Regions from separate parts of the Mus musculus genome. Here region 2 is linked to region 1. A link is a contact called in public Hi-C data. All regions are on one chromosome and are shown on one strand. The core of a region is the stretch at or near the end of the contact, and the rest is flanking DNA. Distances in the headings are between cores, read along the strand shown. Region 1 holds the start of Pprc1 (peroxisome proliferative activated receptor, gamma, coactivator-related 1). Region 2 overlaps Gbf1 (golgi-specific brefeldin A-resistance factor 1).

The links. Hi-C and Micro-C count contacts between places; a contact is called where the count stands out from the background.
Region 2: a contact with region 1 is called in a Hi-C map of B cells, with 10 read pairs. The contact joins the enhancer-like site here to the promoter of Pprc1 in region 1. A contact is called at or near these places in 1 of 39 promoter capture datasets (macrophages), 1 of 484 Hi-C or Micro-C datasets (B cells), 6 of 115 datasets of contacts at active chromatin or transcription factors (the NIH/3T3 cell line, the SCID.adh cell line, embryonic stem cells and 3 more) and 3 of 9 other capture datasets (adipose tissue, liver and pancreatic islet).

The regions. Positions count from the first base shown.
Region 1 is chr19:46,053,672-46,058,022 of GRCm38.p6, reverse strand. Pprc1 (peroxisome proliferative activated receptor, gamma, coactivator-related 1) reads right to left here and starts at 1,484. Exons shown (of 14, transcript NM_001081214.1): 1 at 1,280-1,484. The coding sequence starts at 1,432.
Region 2 is chr19:46,237,489-46,241,711 of GRCm38.p6, reverse strand. The region is part of intron 3 of Gbf1 (golgi-specific brefeldin A-resistance factor 1); the gene reads right to left. Among named protein-coding and RNA genes, the nearest start is that of 4833438C02Rik, 66 kb to the left of the region's middle. Within about 2 kb of position 1,286, at least 26 of the 459 cell types and tissues checked have an H3K27ac peak or open chromatin away from gene starts, as enhancers often do. A contact at or near this core is called in B cells and pro-B cells, where this site is marked.

The sequences.
Region 1 (4,351 bases), core at 235-2,734:
CCCCCTAGGCTGTTTTGCTGGACCTAGTATTACTGGGAAGCCTGCAATCAAACCTCGTATGGGGTTGCTGTCAAAAAGACAACTAATTCCTGCTCACTTCACTGCAAACCTGATTTGAGCATTTTCGGAAGCCCAGCACAAAACATTTTTCCTGACCCATTAAATGTTCAACTACATATATTCAATAGTTCTCAAACCACCTCTCACTTTTTCCTATCTCCATGAAAAACTCCAAAAAGCCTCACACAGACACAATTCCCGAAGCTGTAGCTGAGAATTCACCCAAGCACGCCTTAACTATCTCCTCCCCAAAAAAGATGCTAGAAACAAAATGAGGGGAAAAATTAAACTAGTCACAGGTTAGTTGACACTCCCATGACCCTTGAACCACACATATGAAGGACTGCAGGCAACCAAACCGCCAATGTCTATGACACACAACTCACTCCAAGACGGTCAGACAGAAGCCTCCACGAACTCCTTTCTCCACAGCCCTTTAGTCTCAAATCCTCTAATCCTCGCCTCACACCCTGACATTTCTAGGAAGCCGACTTTGAGAACATCTGGAAAGTCCACCATCTACCGACAGAAGGCGTTGTAGACGCAGGCGAGAGAGAAAAAACTCCTAAGGCTCTGAGCAAAGTTGCCTCCAGCAGTCCCTACCTCCCTCCAGACCAGAGGTCCCAGCACAGGCTTTAGAGATGGCGGGAGCGGCTGAGACACACCCAGTTCCCGGCAGTGCAACTCCGGCGCGGATACTAGATGCCCGACAGCCTGGGACAGGAGCCACGTGGACATCCCTTCCCCGCCCCCACGTGGACCCGCGCCCCGAGCTCCCCCCGCCCCCGCCGGCGAGCCCTACCCACGTGGGCGCCCGCGCCGCCTAGGGGGAGGGGGAGGCAGACAAGTTCTCCCGGGAAATCGTCCCCCCCACACCCCACGTGCTCCGAAAAAGGAACTACGGCGCCAAGCTGGTGAAGCTCCTCCGGCATCCTTAGGAAGAAGTCTTAGCCTTCAACTCCAATCCCGAGTCCCTGACGCCCCATCTAGGGCCACCTTTCTGACGCCCGACACTGTCCCTCTGGCGTGCCCAGGAATCGCCGCAGGGTCCCTGGCTCTGCTGCCATACCCTCCGCAGACAACTTCGGTCTTTTCAGCCCTACCCAACTCCCGCAGCATCGGCACGCAAGTGCTTCCTCCCTTTCCTGTGGCGTCCACGTGTCACCGCCCGGCACACGCCGCTTTGCTGCCAGCCGCGGGCCGCCGGCCACCCTCTCACCTGCTCCGCGGCGCTCACGGAGCCCCCGGTCCCATACGGCGCTTGGCTTCGACTCGCCCAACTGCCGCCACGCACTCCACCGCCAGGGTCAGGACCCGGGCCCCCAGTCGGAGGCGGCGCGACTCGGTCTCTCCGTCCCCGGCGCGCCGCCATCTTGGCCCCTGAACACCCAGCGCTGCTCTGATCGCCGGCGCCGCCTCGCCCAGCCGATTGTGGGAAAGGAACTACATCTCCCGAAGGACACTGCAAGACTACGAATCCCAGAAGACCATGCAGCGAACCACTTTGCAACCTGGAAAAAGATAAAGGCCCTGACCTCCCTCGAGGATTTCTGGGAATTGTAGTCTATGAAGGAAGATTAGCGGGTAGTGCTGTATGCGTATTGTAGGGCTCACTTTTGACCAAGCTGCTGAGTACGCAGTAGTAAGGAAAATATCACTTTATTTTTTGTTAAATTGCCCAGATGTTAGACCTCTTTGTTTGATGTTCTTCCTCCTGTACTTTCCTTCCACCTTACTTCAAGTCGACCGCTGTTTTCAAGCAGCACCCCCAAGTGGATACTCCCAGTCTAGACACTAACCCTCAGCTAATCTCATACTGCAGCACTAGTGCAAATGTTTCTATAAAAATACCGCATCTTCCATTCTTTCGCTACAGTTACTCAGAAAACTAGGTTGGTTTCTCTCTATCAAACTTCTTTACTCCAGAATTCCTTGCCATCCTTCAAGTGTTCTTCACCGAACAGTGGCGGCGCACTCCTTTAATCCCAGCACTTGGGAGGCAGAGGCGGCAGATCTCTGAGTTCCAGGACAGCCTGGTCTGCAGAGAGAGTTCCAGGACAGCCAGAGCTACACAGAGAAACCCTGTCTTGAAAAACAAACCAAGCCAAACAACCAAACAAAAAGTGTTCTCCTTCCCTTTGTTTCTCTGCATGGAACTTCTAACCTCAAAATAGCCTTCAAGTCATATTTAATGTAGGAAAGCTTTTCTGATTATCCCAGCCAACCACGATCCTTTTCTGTATTTTTACACTTCATTCCTATTTCTAATGTTCATTCATTCGTCATATTTTCAGTTTTTTAAAGCAACACTTATTATTACGAAACCTTAGATTATTGGAGGGGGTTAGAGAGAATGCTCAGTAATTGCGATTACTTGTTCTCTCAGAGTATCTAGCATCCCTTGTCAGGTAGCTCACGAACACCAATAACTCCAGCTCCAGGTGATCTTTAGATCAGATTTTCTTTGGGGGTGGGGGGAGGGTTATTTACGTATGCATGGCATACACATATATTTGATACATTTGATTGCCAATGAGATAGCTCAGCAGCTAAAGGAACTTTGCCACCAAGCCTGAATTACATTCCCAAAGTCCATTAGAAGATGTGGTGCGGGGCTGGAGAGATGGCTCAGCAGTTAAGAACACTGACTGCTCTTCCAAAGGTCCTGAGTTCAAATCCCAGGAAACACATGGTGGCTCACAACCATCTATAATATCTGATGCCCTCTTCCGAGGTGTCTGAAGACAGCTACAGTGTACTTACATATAACAAATAAATAATAAATCTTATAAAAAAAAAAAAAGATGTGGTGCAAGGGTTGAAAACTGACTCTCTAAAGATGCCTTTGGGCATCCACACGTGTGCACCCACCCTTGCAAACCCATAAACACAAAGTCAATAAACCTATAGGTCAAAAAAAATTTTTTTAAGATTTATTTATTTTATGTATGTGAATATACTGCCACTGTCTTCAGACACACCAGAAGAGGGCATTGGATCCCATTACAGATGGTTGTGAGCCACTATGTGGTTGCTGGGAGTTGAACTCAAAACCTCTGGAAGAGCAGTCAGAGCTCTTAACTGCTGAGCCATATCTCCAGCCCTGGAAAAAAAAAAAAAAAGAACCCAAATTATTTGAAATAGTCCAAAACTGGGGGCTGGAGAGATGGCTCAGCAGTTGAGAACACTAGCTGCACCCAACCATCCCTAGCTCCAGTTTCAGGGCATCTGCCACCCTCTTCAGTCCTTCACAAGCACTTCATAAAGGTAAAACATTTATACCTACAAAAAAAATAGTAAGGTAGAACTACTAAAAGAGATTCAACATCTACTTCTGGCCTCCAAACAAATAAAAAGCACACACATATCAAAATACATAGCAAGCTAGGTCTGGTGGCACATGACTGGAACACTGCATGGGGGTGGAGGTGGCAAGAGGATTGTGAGTATATTCAAGACCATGAGCCCATCAGATAGCTTAACCCATAGAAGAACCCAAGGGCCTGAATTCTTTCTCTGCAACCTACAAGGTAAAAAGAAAGAAAAGAACTGACTTCTTCAAATTGACTGTTCTCTCTCTCTCTCTCTCTCTGTCTCTCTGTCTGTCTCTCTCTGTCTCTCTCTCTCACACTCACAGACACACACTCACAAACAAATCATGCACACAAAAGCAATAAATAACGTGAAAGAAAGAAAAAAAATGTAAGAGTTCAAGACCAGCCGGGCAGTGGTGGCTCACACCTTTAATCCCAGCCCTCCGGAGGCAGAGGCAGGCAGATTTCTGAGTTTGAGGCCAGCCTGGTCTACAAAGTGAGTTCCAGGACAGCCAGGGCTACACAGAGAAGCCCTGTCTTGAAAAACAAAAACAAACAAACAAACAAACAAACAAAAAGAGTTCAAGAAAAGTCTCCACCATATAGAAAATCTAAAATTAACCAAGCCTATGTGAACCCTGTCTCAACAATAAAAAGAATAGCAACACATACTAGCCACTGTATTGGGGGGAAGGGAGGTTCTTTGAGATAGTGTCTCTGCTAAGCCTCGCCTTAGACGTGTAACAGTCCTGACTCAGCCTACTGAATGCTGGAATTACAGAGAACGAGCCAGACAGGTCGACTCCAGATTAATTTAAAAGATGGCATCATTCATTCTGTATGTAATGATGTCACAGTTTGCTTTTTTTTTATTACATATTTTCCTCAATTACATTTCCAATGCTATACCAAAAGTCCCCTATAGTTTGCTTTTTTTCATGTAGCAATGTGTTAATGAAGTCACTGGGTAAATGTTT
Region 2 (4,223 bases), core at 37-2,536, 180 kb before region 1:
CCTCATTTAGACTGCTGGCCTTGTTAAAGGGGCCTGGCTCTCCCTCCTGGATTAGGAGCGAACCTGGACAAACCTAAGGCTTAATTTAGAGGGCAGTATTCCAATCAATACAGTGTTGAGCCACTGGCAGGAGAAGAGGAACAGAAGAAACTAAATCCTAGGATAGTTGAGCTATAACATTTTATTTGTCATTTTAGTCATAGTTAGTCACCCTATAGAAATAACTTGGTACTGAGGCTGGAGAGAGAGCTTAGCAGTTAGGACTACTGCCTGTTCTTCCAGTGGATCTGGGTTCAATTCCCAGCATCCACAAAGCAGGTTACAACTGTCTGTAACTCCAGTTCCAGGGGATCTGGCACCCAAACACAGTAAGACATGGAGGCAAAACATCAATGTACATAAAAAAAATAAATAAATAAACAAACCCTTTAAACTTGCTCCTTAAAGAAAAAGAAATAGTTTGGTATATTTTTAAAGAATGTAATGCAGAGTTTATACACCCTGGCTTTGGAGTTAACAAGACCTACATTCAAATTCTGTTTTCCTTTTATTGTATGACCTTGAGTATCAGAATTTGTGGAAGTCTTCACTTCTTTATTAGTGAAAAATGAAGATGGTGGTATGGTTTCTTAGAGTTACTGAGAGAATAAAATGGTCTAAGTATGGCCTGTCTCACTAATGTTGCCCAGGCTGGTCTCAACCTCCTGAAGCTCAGATTACAGGATATACCGCACCACAATTACCATGCAGTTTACTGTTGAGGAGAGAGGCATTCAAGTTCTTTTCCCAGGCAACACAATAGCAATAGGATTTGCATGAAGTAATAGGTAGCACCTTTAGTAGCAAGCTACCCTAGCCATCTAGCAGGGATGCCCTAAGTGAGCCAACCTTTACTGCTGTTCCAACCAGGAGCCACGCACTGTACTGACAGACAGTAAAGGATTTTCCTTCTGTACCCTACCCTTAAGCTAATCTCACTTTATGTATAAGTGTTTTGCCTACATGTATGACTGCATACCATGTGTGAGCCTGATGCCCTCAGAGGTCTGAAGAGGGTGTCAGATCCCCTGCCACTGGAATTACAGATGGCTTAGATCCACTATGTGGGTTATGGAAACTGAATCTGGGTCTTCTGCAAGAGAAACAAGTACTTCTAACCATAGAGCCATCTCTCCAGCACGTTTTACCTTTTTAAAGGGGAAGTGAAATGTGATCTCAAGCAAGACAGGTTAACCCTACTTAACTGCAGAAAACAGTTCAAGCCCCTCAGGCACAGAGGTTTATGGAAAGCAGTCGGTTATTGGCCCATGTGTGGTTGGGCTGTGTTTCACATCCTCTAATCTCCCCCATAGGGGAAACTGTGCTGCAAGGACAGAAAGATGGTGGAGACTTTGTTTGACAAGGTGGTCCAGCCAGAGAGCACATACAAGAGCCCCTTTCTTCACTGGTGGTCTTGAAACTTTTTGTGGCAGATATCTACGAAGGATGAGTTTTTATGTCATTTTTGACTCTATCATCTCTGGGTACTTGTGAACATGGCCTGCAAACTATCAAGACAGTTAGAAGGAAATGTAAGTTTATGATTTCTAATCCTCAGGCTTTTGGACATTAACCCTTAAATGTGCAAGCTGATGAATCACTCGTGTTTAATCAGAGTCTAGCCACTCAACCAAATTAGAGGCAGCTGTGTAGCTCATGCCTGTCATCTCAGTTGCTTAAGAGACGGAGGTAAGAGGTTTATAGATTCAAAGCCTGGTTGAGCTACAGATGGAGTTCAAGATCAGCCAGAGGAATTTAGTGAGACCCCGTTTCAACACTGAGTTAAGGCTGATGAAGCTCAGTGGTAGAGCCCTTACCTAATACCTGCAAGGTCCTGGCTTCAACCCCCAGTACCAACCAATAAACACATTATCTTAACTAAAAAGTAGAATTCCTAAAATAACATAAGTGTTTAAAAACAAAACCCAAGTTGGGTCAGTTGGCGGACTAATAAGTGAATACTTTCCAAAATATTTTTATTTTCACTTTATAAAAATATTTGCCTTGGAGGCTTAAGAGATGTAACTCCAGCTCCAGGGGTTCTGATGTCCTCTTCTGGCTTCTATGAGTATAAATGCACACAGGTAGCATTTACACCCAAGCAAATGTGCATGCACGAGTGTGTGTGTGTACACATGCTCTCGTGTAGGTCTGAGGGCAAGCCCCTAACTTGCCTCTCTTTTAATTTCCTGTTAAAAGATTTATTTAGTTCTATTTTACATGTATATTTGTCTGCATGTATGTCTGTGTACCATATGTGTGCCTGATGCTCATGCTCTGAACTACTGAGCCATCTCTCCAGCCCTGAAATCATTTTTTAAATTTTAATTTAATAAAAACATTAATCATTATATATGTGTTTTGAGAAACAGTTTCTTTATATAGCCCTACATTGTCTGGACTCCCTACATATACCAGGTCAGCTCTCAGACTCATCGAGAACTGTTTGCCTCCACCTCCTGAGTGCTGAGATAAAGACATACACCATCACAATGGCTTCACTCTTTTTTTTTTTTCTTTTTGAGTCAAGATTTCTCTATGTAGCCCTGGCTGTCCTGAAACTCGCTCTATGGACAGGCTGGCTTCAAACTCATAGAGAACCAGCATGCACCACCACCACCTGACTTATCTTCATTCTTAAAAAATTATTATTATTATTTTCCTTTTCAAGACAGGGTTTCTCTGTGTAGCCTTGGCTGTCCTGGAACTCACTCTGTAGACCAGGCTGGCCTCAAAGTCATAGATCCACTTGCCTCTGCCTCCCCAGTGCTGGGATTAAAGGCATATGCCAGCAGGCTTATTTTCTTATTATTAATTCTGTGAAGGTATGCGTGGCGACATGTGAGCATGTCTGAGCACAGCTGTCTTCTGGGCCAGAGGTGTTGGAGCAACTGGAATTGGAGTTACAGATAGTTGTGAGCTGCCTGATGTGACTGGTGAGAACCAAGCTTGGGTCCTCTGAAAGAGCAAGTGTTCTAACCACTAAGTCATGTCTCCAGTTCCATGGCTTCACTCCTAAATAATCACAATAGCAAAGATAATCACCAGCTCTCCTCTGCCCTTCATTAGGAAATCCCTGTCGATGAAGACACTATGGATCAGAAAAGTAAAGCATTTTTGTACCTGGTCACAGGGTTAGTACCTGAACCAAGACTTGGCCTAGTGCGTTTCTTTATTTCATTTCTCTCATAGACTAGAGCACAGTTGCCAGGCCTATCTAGCTTTGATCCATCAGTTTAGGATCAGGAATTACAGGTTAGTGGAAGTTGCCTCTGGCAATTTTTTCCCCCTGAAATTAACTAGTTTGTAAAACCAAGCCTATGTGCCCACGTGACCATTCACAGGTCTGGATAACTTTAAAGCTAACAATCAGAGGAAAAGACACTGCATGGCTCCTCCTTTACCATGATGGTTTGGGTGTTTTTGTTGTTGTTGTTTGTTTTGTTTTGTTTTAAAGACAGAGTTGCTCCTGTGCTTGCTTTAGCAGCATACATTCTGAAGACAGGGGCATCCCATATGGCTAAGGCTGGCCTTACACTTGTTATGGACCACCACAAGATAGGGTCCAACTTGCAGATTCTCCTGTTTCAGCCTCCTGAATGTTAAGAGTGGATCACTTTTTTTTTAAATGTTATGTCATCCAGGTTGGCGCACTTGTTGGCCTTGATCTCATGGCAATCTGCTATCTCAGGTACGTGTTATCATGGCCAGCTTTCAAACACAACTCTGTTTGTTTTTGAGACAGGGTTCCTCTGTATAGCCCTGGCTGTCCTGGAACTTACTTTATAGACCAAGGTCACATAGATCCATCTCCTCTGCCTCCCAGTGCTGGGATTAAAGGCATACGTCACCACTGCCTGGTGCCTGTCCCCACACCTCTTTTTTTAAAAAGATATTGTTTTACTATATAGCCCTGGCTGACTTGAAATTCACAGATCTGCCTGCCTTTGCTTCCCAAGCATTGGGATTAAAGGTGTGTGTCATCATACCAGGCTTGTCCCACTACTCTTTATGTCCCCTGGTGATCAAAAACCTCATAGCTCCTAACTACTAAACTTCCAGCACTTCAGAAATTTCTTTTGTAGAATACTCTCAAGCTCTGACTTTCAGAAGAAATATAATCTTGAATAAAAAGTATATACAATAGTGCGAAAAGTAGAATATGGTGACCTAACAATCCCTGC